2 separate regions of the Sus scrofa genome follow, and region 2 is linked to region 1. The links are chromatin contacts, called in public targeted proximity ligation maps. All regions are on one chromosome and are shown on one strand. The core of a region is the stretch at or near the end of the contact, and the rest is flanking DNA. Distances in the headings are between cores, read along the strand shown.

What was found.
Region 2: a contact with region 1 is called in a targeted proximity ligation map of skeletal muscle. A contact is called at or near these places in 1 of 47 Hi-C or Micro-C datasets (embryonic fibroblasts) and 1 of 2 datasets of targeted methods (skeletal muscle).

The regions. Positions count from the first base shown.
Region 1 is chr3:101,819,794-101,824,278 of Sscrofa11.1, forward strand. It overlaps the pseudogene LOC110260126. Among named protein-coding and RNA genes, the nearest start is that of HNRNPLL, 69 kb to the left of the region's middle.
Region 2 is chr3:101,981,774-101,985,739 of Sscrofa11.1, forward strand. All of the region lies in intron 1 of ATL2 (atlastin-2), which reads left to right. Among named protein-coding and RNA genes, the nearest start is that of ATL2, 27 kb to the left of the region's middle.

The DNA of each region.
Region 1 (4,485 bases), core at 63-2,562:
ACATTTGGGATTTGCAGCTGACTAGGGGGAAAGGATGTGGGGTATAGATGAAACAGAACAGACCATGTGTTGATATTATTGAAACTAGGTGATAGGTCCATGGGGGTTTATTATACTATTTTCTCTATTGAAAATTTCCATAAAAAAATTAACAAACCCTCCCCCAAGGTATGACTTTCTCTTGTTTGAATGAAAGATGTTTTTAAAAATAAATAATTTGTCAGAGTTCCCATTGTGGCTCAGTGGTTAATGAATCCGACTATGAACCAAGATGTTGCAGGTTTGATCCCTGGCCTTTCTCAGTGGGTTAAGGATCCGGCATTGCCATGAGCTGTGGTGTAGGTCGCAGATGCAGCTCGGATCCCACGTTGCTGTGGCTGTGGTGTAGGCTTGGCAGCTACAGCTCTGATTAGACCCCTAGCCTGGGAACCTCCATATGCTGCAGGTGCGGCCCTAGAAAAGGCAAAAAGACAAAAATAAATAGTTTGTAGAAGTTGCATACTAAAATATAATACATAGCTAACATTATTAGTGCTTACTCTGTGCTTGACATATAACTATGTCACATATTTATGTATTTATACATATAATTATGTATTTTATATAATGTATAGATGTAAATATGTATTTTATATGTATATATGATTTAATCTGTACATATATTACATACATTTAATTCAATTTAATTCCTGTCAACAACCCTATGATGTAAGCTCTATGTAAATTATTGGCATTTGCCGATGAGGCAACAAGGTGAGATGGAGGTTAAATAATGTGCCCAAGGTCGTTAAGCAAATTAGAACCCACGCTCCTTAAACAACACAGCTGCTGTTACCTGTATTCAAGCTGATCTGTACTTTGTGGCCAACAACTTCCCTTATCAGTTTATCGTTTATTTTTAAATTGATTTGGTGGGTGGTGGGTGGGGTGAAAAAATACTGTTACAAGACTGTTCAACAACTCTGTTGAAGCCGCCTATCCCCTGTGGCCCCAGGCGCTGGGCGCTTGGGACAGCTCTGGGTATGCGGTCGCGCGGGTTGGCTCAGGAGGCCAGTTACCCCGGATCCTCCACTCAGACCCCCACCCGGAGCGGCGCGCCAGCCGCCGCGTCGCGCCACCTGGTGGCCATAAGTCCCCGCAAAGCTGCCTCCGCCGAGTGGGGTGCAGGGCCCTTCGAGGGCGGTTGGATCCCACGAGTCTGAGGGTCCGCACAGCCTTCCTGCGAGGACCAAGAAGGGTGTCCAAGTCCTGCAGTTACAAACCGAAGGCAGATGGGCCATCCTTTAACTCTTGTCCGAGCGGAGTAGGCCTCCAGGGGGCGATCTGGGCCCGGGCCAGGGACACTGAGTGAACGCTCCCTCCAGGGATCCTCCTTCCCAGCCGAAGCCAGGGTTCCCCTCAGAATCTCTTCCACCTTCAAGAAGTGGAAATTCAATTAAGAGGGGGTGATTTTGCCTAAGAACTCTTAAAATGAGCTCTTAAAATTTACAAGTACTTAAAATTAATGTGTATATATATGAATATGTACATGCATATTTCTTTGTACTCTCACTTCTTTCCAGGAGGGGTATTAAAGCTGGACTTATATAATTTTTCCCCCCTCACAACAGCCAGCTAGGCTTGTGAAAAGCATGTGTGATGACCTCCAGAGCTGTAACCTATGAAGTAAGCAATGCTGACCAGAGCGTGTGGAAGGGCATCTGGCCGCAGTCTTTCAGACCTCCTGCACAAGTTCTGGGACGCCTCACTTGGCCGACCAGCCCTCCCCCTTGGTGCTGGAGGAAAGTGGCACAACTGGAGAGGCAGAAAAGTATTTTGAGGCCCTGGCAGAGGGCAGGGGTTCAGTCCCCATCAGAGCAGGTGTGTAAGTACCCATTCTCCCTGTCCCATTAGCCTGCCAAGAAGATCAGTGAGACCTGCAGAACTTTCTACCCACACAAAAGAGAATTGCTGGCTGCCTGGACCTGAAGGCAACTCTCTGTGGCACATGGTCCCTTTCCTATGGTCTGTACTGCCATGAAGCTAAGCATGTCCTGAAGGAAGCTCTTTCCTGGGCTCTCTGAAGCTTGCAGGCCATAAGCCATATGCTGCTTGGCACCTCCTGTTATACAAAGCAGGTGCTGCAGAGGGAGAGCAGCCCCTCCAAGGTGGCCCCTCATCCAGACCTGCCTAGAGGTACTGCAGGGAAGGCCCAAGTCTTTGGGGGCCTTTCCTAGCTCAAGACTAGGCAGGTCATCTAGTTTACTTCGTGAACATTGTGTTGTTGTGCTTAAGGGCATCCCTCTTCATGAAAAGGCAGGGTCCTATCTGAAGGGTGAGGTCATTCATTACATCATGCCATTAAGGAAGAGGAATATTTCTCAAATCTGATTCTGAGATCTGAGCAGGGACTACTTGGGTGGGCTGCAGAGCTGGTGATCTCACTTTGCATAGAGATTGAGGGGGCCAAATTCCAGTGAGGCAACCTCTGGGGGCAGGGCTGGAGGATGGTGTAGAAATGAGGGACCCAAGAGGGATTAGTGAAGACTTGTTTCAGCCCCTTTGGGCAAGTGTTTAGGTCTCTCCGATACTGAGTGAATTGGATTAGAGCCTCTGAATTCGGGACAAATTAGCTATGGTGTAGCTGACCCCCATGCTGGCAGTGCCACTTGGTCTTAGCATAGCCAAGAGAAAACTAACAGACAAGGGGAGGCATGGTGTCCATTGTTAGACCAGAGCTGTGACAAACAGCTGTAGCCCCTGGGTACCAGGGCAGTGTTGACTTGGTAATTGAAGTGAGAGCACCCAGAGGTTAGCGATAGAGTCAGGGCTCCTCAGTCATCTCTTCCTCTTTGACTTCATCTGATGCTAGACCTTGCCAAATCAAGGTTTAATTTTACTTAGGGAAATATTTTTTCCTTGTAATCCATGGTTTCAATATGAATCAATCAAGAAACTGGTTAAAAAGGGAAATGCCAGGTTTGCTTTCATTAATAGAAGCCCAGCACCAGGGCCAAGGGCTGTAATCATGTCACTGTAGTACTCTTACTCTCTGGTGGTTGTCAGCTATTACTCTGTTGGAAGGAGATGGAGGTGGCTGGCTCTTGGCTAGCCCTCATGGGTGGGTGAGCTTCAAGCACTCCTTTTCTCTCAAACTAAGTCCAGGCCAAAGGCAGGTGAAAAACCGCTTTGGACCCTTTTATCTGACCTTTTTTACTTGGTTGATGAGAAGACCTGGACAAAGGGACCACAGCACTTCCCTTGGCCTAGAGCAGAACTCTGGGCTAGCTACTCCCTAGCTCTTTTACTTGGCTGCACCTTAGTCCTGCTGCCAAAGGCAGGTCCCATCCCGACGCAGGGAGCATGTCCTGGTCTTTTGAATGGAGGCATGTGCTTTCAAAGGATGGGGGTTCTAGAAAGGAGAGTGGATGAAGCCAAAAAATGTCCAACACTGTACCCCCGACTAGGTTCCAGCTGCTTCCTCTCCTTGGGTATGCTAAGGGAGCCTCAACCTTCCCCTTACGGCTAAAGTGTGCTATGCCTCTGGTCTAACCATCTCTCTAAAAAGATGCATGGTCCGTTAGCATATAGTTAGCTAAAAGTTTATCCCGGAAGACTGGCCTGGAAGCCAAGAAACAGTTGTGGTGACTGAGGATGTTTGGTTTAGAATAAAGAAGACATGCAGAAACCAGTCTCTCTCTTAAATATTTAGAATGTATGTGAAAGAGAAGGTATTTATTCTATGTAGGATTAGAGGACAAAATTGGGACCAAGAAATAAGTTATTAAGAAGTGGATTTTTTTGATTGTTTATTTGTTTCAATAGTAAAATGAGCCCCCAAGGAGATATACAAGAAGGTACTTCTGACCATGTGGTGATGCTCTGGAAGGAACATCCTGCTGGAAAGCCATCCATTCTGGTCATCCCTTGTCTCAGGCTTTCTGGAATAGTCCTGTTTTCACTATTCTGCCTGTGGCGGTGACTATAAACCATCAGGGGTCCCAGAAACTCCAGAGTGCCCATTCACTGCACACCCTCTTGAAAGCCTCTTGATTTTGGAAATGGAAGAATGTTTTGTCAAATCTATTCTGACTTGTGGTTCATAAACTTGAGCAAGATTCATAAATTTTACCCAACTCTGAAAGTCTGTAACTCCACATTTATCAGCAAGATTTTTTTCTTTTGGCTGTGCCCACAGAATGTGGAAGTTCCTGGACCAGAGATCAAACCCAAGTCACAACAGTGACCTGAGCCACCACAGTGACAACACCAGACCCCAACCCTCTATCAGCAAGATTAAATAATCACTTTAGATTATCTAATGACATAGTGGCAGAACAGGAGCTAGAACAAAGGATCTGATTTCTCTTTGTATGTTATTTGAGTCTTACAAATAAATTCTGGCCAACTTCCCGTGATAAGATATAGGAATCATCTCTTGGTTTGGAACACGCATACCCTGTTTAGGTCCATTCTGCAGGTCTTTACTCAGTCCTCCCTGTCTTT
Region 2 (3,966 bases), core at 23-2,522, 160 kb after region 1:
AATTTAGTAATAATATTTTGACTGTTATATATCCTTAAGTATTTTTTTCAACTCCATTCTCATTTTGTTCTTCTTCTGGACTCTTTTTTTTTTTTTTCGTCTTTTTGCCTTATTGATTATTGTGAATCAATAATTTTTGTTTTTTGGGGGGTTTTTTGTCTTTTTTTTTTTTGGTAGGGCCACACCCAAGGCATATGGAGGTTCCCAGGCTCGGGGTCAAATCGGAGCTGCAGCCGCTGGCCTGTGCCAGAGCCACAGCAATGTGGAATCTGAGCCACGTCTGGGACCTACACCACAGCTCATGGCAACACCAGATCCTTAACCCACTGAGCAAGGCCAGGGATTGAAGCCACAATCTCATGGTTCCTAGTCGGATTCGTTAACCACTGTGCCACGACAGAACTCCTGGACTCTTAACTACATGTTGGACATAGCTCTATAGGTCCCTGAGGCTCTGTTAGTTAGGTTGTTTTCCTTTCCTCCCTTCCATTTTTCTCTGAATTCTTTGAATTAGAGAACACTTTGGCCTGATTTCAAGTTCACTGACCCTTTGTTCTGCTATCCGAAGTCTGCTATTAAGTCCATCAAGAGAATATTTTAATTATTGTACTTTCCAGTTCTAGAATATTGGTTTGTTTTTTAATCGTCTATTTATTGGCTGAGGGTCCCTAACTGTTCACTTATTAAGACCTATTTTCCTTTAAATCTTTGAACATATTTATAATACCTTAGAAGCTTTTATCTGTGAAGTCAAACATCTGGGCTATTGCAAGATTGGTTTCTATCAACTGCTTTTTTTTTTTCCTTGACTGTGGGCTACATTTTCTTCTGGGCATTTCTGAATTTCTGATCATGTACTTTATTGTACACTATGTGTTGTGAAGATTCTGGATTCTCTTATCTAGTTTTTGTTGTGGTTTGCAGTTCAGTTACTAATTTCTCTTGACCTTTTATAGATTTGGCCGTATACTTTTTTAGTGTGGATCTGTCAAAAGCTTACAGGAAACCCTTCTAACCTGGCGGGACTAAATTTCCAAACTGTCTCCCTTCTTTTCAAGTCCTAGTATTAGGCTTTGTTTGGGTGAATCTTTAGTAGTCCTTGCTCTAGAACATGGTCTTTGATTCTAAGATGTGGCCTTTCTGGTGTTTTAGCTTGATGTCTGAGGTGTTCATTTTTCCACCATGGCTGAGCAAGAATGCCATGTTATCCGATATCTGGTATCTCTTCCCCTTGCAACCTGTAGTGGCTGCTTTCTGGTCTACCTGTGAAGCTTGTCACTTGGCGAGGGACTTCTGGGCTGTATCTCTGCATAGCTCCTTTTTCTGTGTCCTGCTGCACAGCTCTCAACTGCCTTGGTAGTCCTGAACTCAGATAATTTGCTTTGATTCCCCATGTTGTGTGTAGGAAATTGTTCCTAGGCAGAGAGTGACAGTGGATGGGAAGTATGGGTGGGTGTGTTTGTGTTTGACCTTTTCTCAAGCAGTATTCTCTTCTGCTTGTTGTCCAATGTTTGAAAAAAGGTGCCTCAATATTTTGTTGAGCTTTATAGTTTGTGGGAGAGGGCCAGCCTGGTAGCAGTTTCTCTAATGACTGGAAGAGGAAGCCTCAAAAGTTGCTGTTTCTCCCCCTACCCCACCCCAGGTGTGCCTGTGTTTTTAAAAATAAAGCAAAACAGAATTGAGAAAGATTTGTATAATTTTGTGATCTGTCCTTTTCCCCACTTATTTTTTTTACTGATTTTCAAAATATCTTTAATTTTTAAAATCTGTGTATATGTGTTTTTTAAGCTATATGTCAGTGTATAGTTAAAATATTAAGCCAGTTTCCTGTTTTAAGACATTCAGCATTAATTTTCACTACCATAAATAATGCTATGATAAACCAACTTGTGTATCTTTGTTAGTATCTTTTTTTTCTTAATAAATTTCTACAAATAGCTTTACCATGGTACAACCTCTTTAAGGCTTTTAAAAATATGTGCTGGAATAAACAAATACTTAAATACTGTTTTCATTTGGTTATGGAGTATAAATGTTGAGGTCTGGGAGTTCCCATCATGGTGCAGCGGAAACGAATCCAACTAGGGACCATGAGGATGCAGGTTCCATACCTGACCTCGCTCAGTGGGTTAAGGATCCGGTGTTGCCGTAAGCTGTGGTGTAGATTGCAGATGCAGCTCCGATCTGACGGTGCTGTGGCTCTGGTGTAGACAGGCGGCTACAGCTCCAATTCGACCCCCAGCCTGGGAACCTCCAAATGCCACAGGTGCGGCCCTAAAAAGACAAAAAAAAAAAAAAAAAAAAAAAAAATTGAGGTCCAAGTACCATATACCAAAATATCACTTTGCTTTGTTGAATCACTAATTTTTGTAAATAGACTGAGTGCACTGAGTCCAGGCGTCTTTCCATAAAAATTTGTTAAAAGTTTTTATTTGGAATGTGAATAATACCTTAAAATATACTTTCATTGCTTCTGAACCTGGTTCTCTTTCTAAAAGTTTAGTTTTGGGTTGATATAATCTAATGCTAATAATATTTTATTGTAATGCAGCTTTGTAGCACTGTTTTATTTTATTTTATTTTTTTGTCTTTTTGCCATTTCTTGGGCCGCTGCCACGGCATATGGGGGTTCCCAGGCTAGGGGTTGAATTGGAGCTGTAGCCGCCGGCCTACGCCACAGCCACAGCCACTCGGGATCCAAGCCGCGTCTGCGACCTGCACCACAGCTCACAGCAACGCAGGATCCTTAACCCACTGAGCAAGGCGAGGGATTGAACCCACAACCTCATGGTTCCTGATCAGATTCGTTAACCGCTGAGCCATGACGGGATCTCCAAGCACTTTTTTTTATTGTTATAGCTTATAATTAAGCTTGAAGTTTGCAGACATACCTCAGTCAGTCCTAGAGTGTAAATTTTCCTGTTGGAATGTGTGCTGAATACTATGAATTTGGTAAGTTTAAGATAAAGTATAATCATACTTTAATCAGAGAGCAATAGAAAAGTACAGTTTTTTTTAATAGACTTATTTTTTACAGCAGTTTTGGGTTCACAGCAAAATTGAATAGAAAGTACTGAGTTCCCATATACCCCCCCATCCTTCCATCCTTTCAATATCCTACACCAGAGTGGTATTTTGTTACAACTGATGAACTTTAATTGGTACATTATCATCACCCAAAGTCCATAGTTTACATCATAGTTCACTTTGGGGGTTGTATATTCTATAGGTTTTGACAAATATAGAATGATAATGTCTCTGCCATTTATAGCAACATATGATGAGACTAGCCTCATGGCCCTAAAAATTATCTGTGCTCCACCTAGTCATCCTTATTCCCTAATCCTGGCAGCTACTGGTCTTTATTTACTAAGATGGTATCTTGTTGTAGGCCTTGTGACAGACAGGTTAAGTATAGTTAGTGTTAAGGTATGGAGAAATATTTGAGGAACTGTTGATTGTTTGTAAGTGTCTTTCAGTCACCTTTGACCCTGAAAGATTCAGGCTGGGGAAAGCTGACTTGGAACAGTGAATTAGGAAAGCCTTTTGGGGGCTGGAATCTGCTTTCTCAGCAATTTCTTGGCCTTGAAGAGTGGAAATAAAATCACTGTTCTCTATAGAGGATTTAACTTAAATTTAAAAATCTTAGGTAATACTAAATTTAAAAAGACTTCCATTTGTAGGTGATCACTGAATATTAATATTTATAGGTATTCTAGTGAATTTTGCATATAATTCTTTATCCAATGGCCTATATCAGTACTTTACCTTTAGTTAGTCCATATTTGGTAGAGAAATTATGATGGGATAAATTTAGCTGAATCATGTCATTGTGCTCCATTATTCCTGTGAAACATATTTGCTGCACTTCCTTTAGAAGTCTGTTGATTAGAAATGGTGACAAATATGCTGCTTGTATATCTGCAGTATCTATCTTTATCCATGCTAATAAAAGAGCTGGCCACA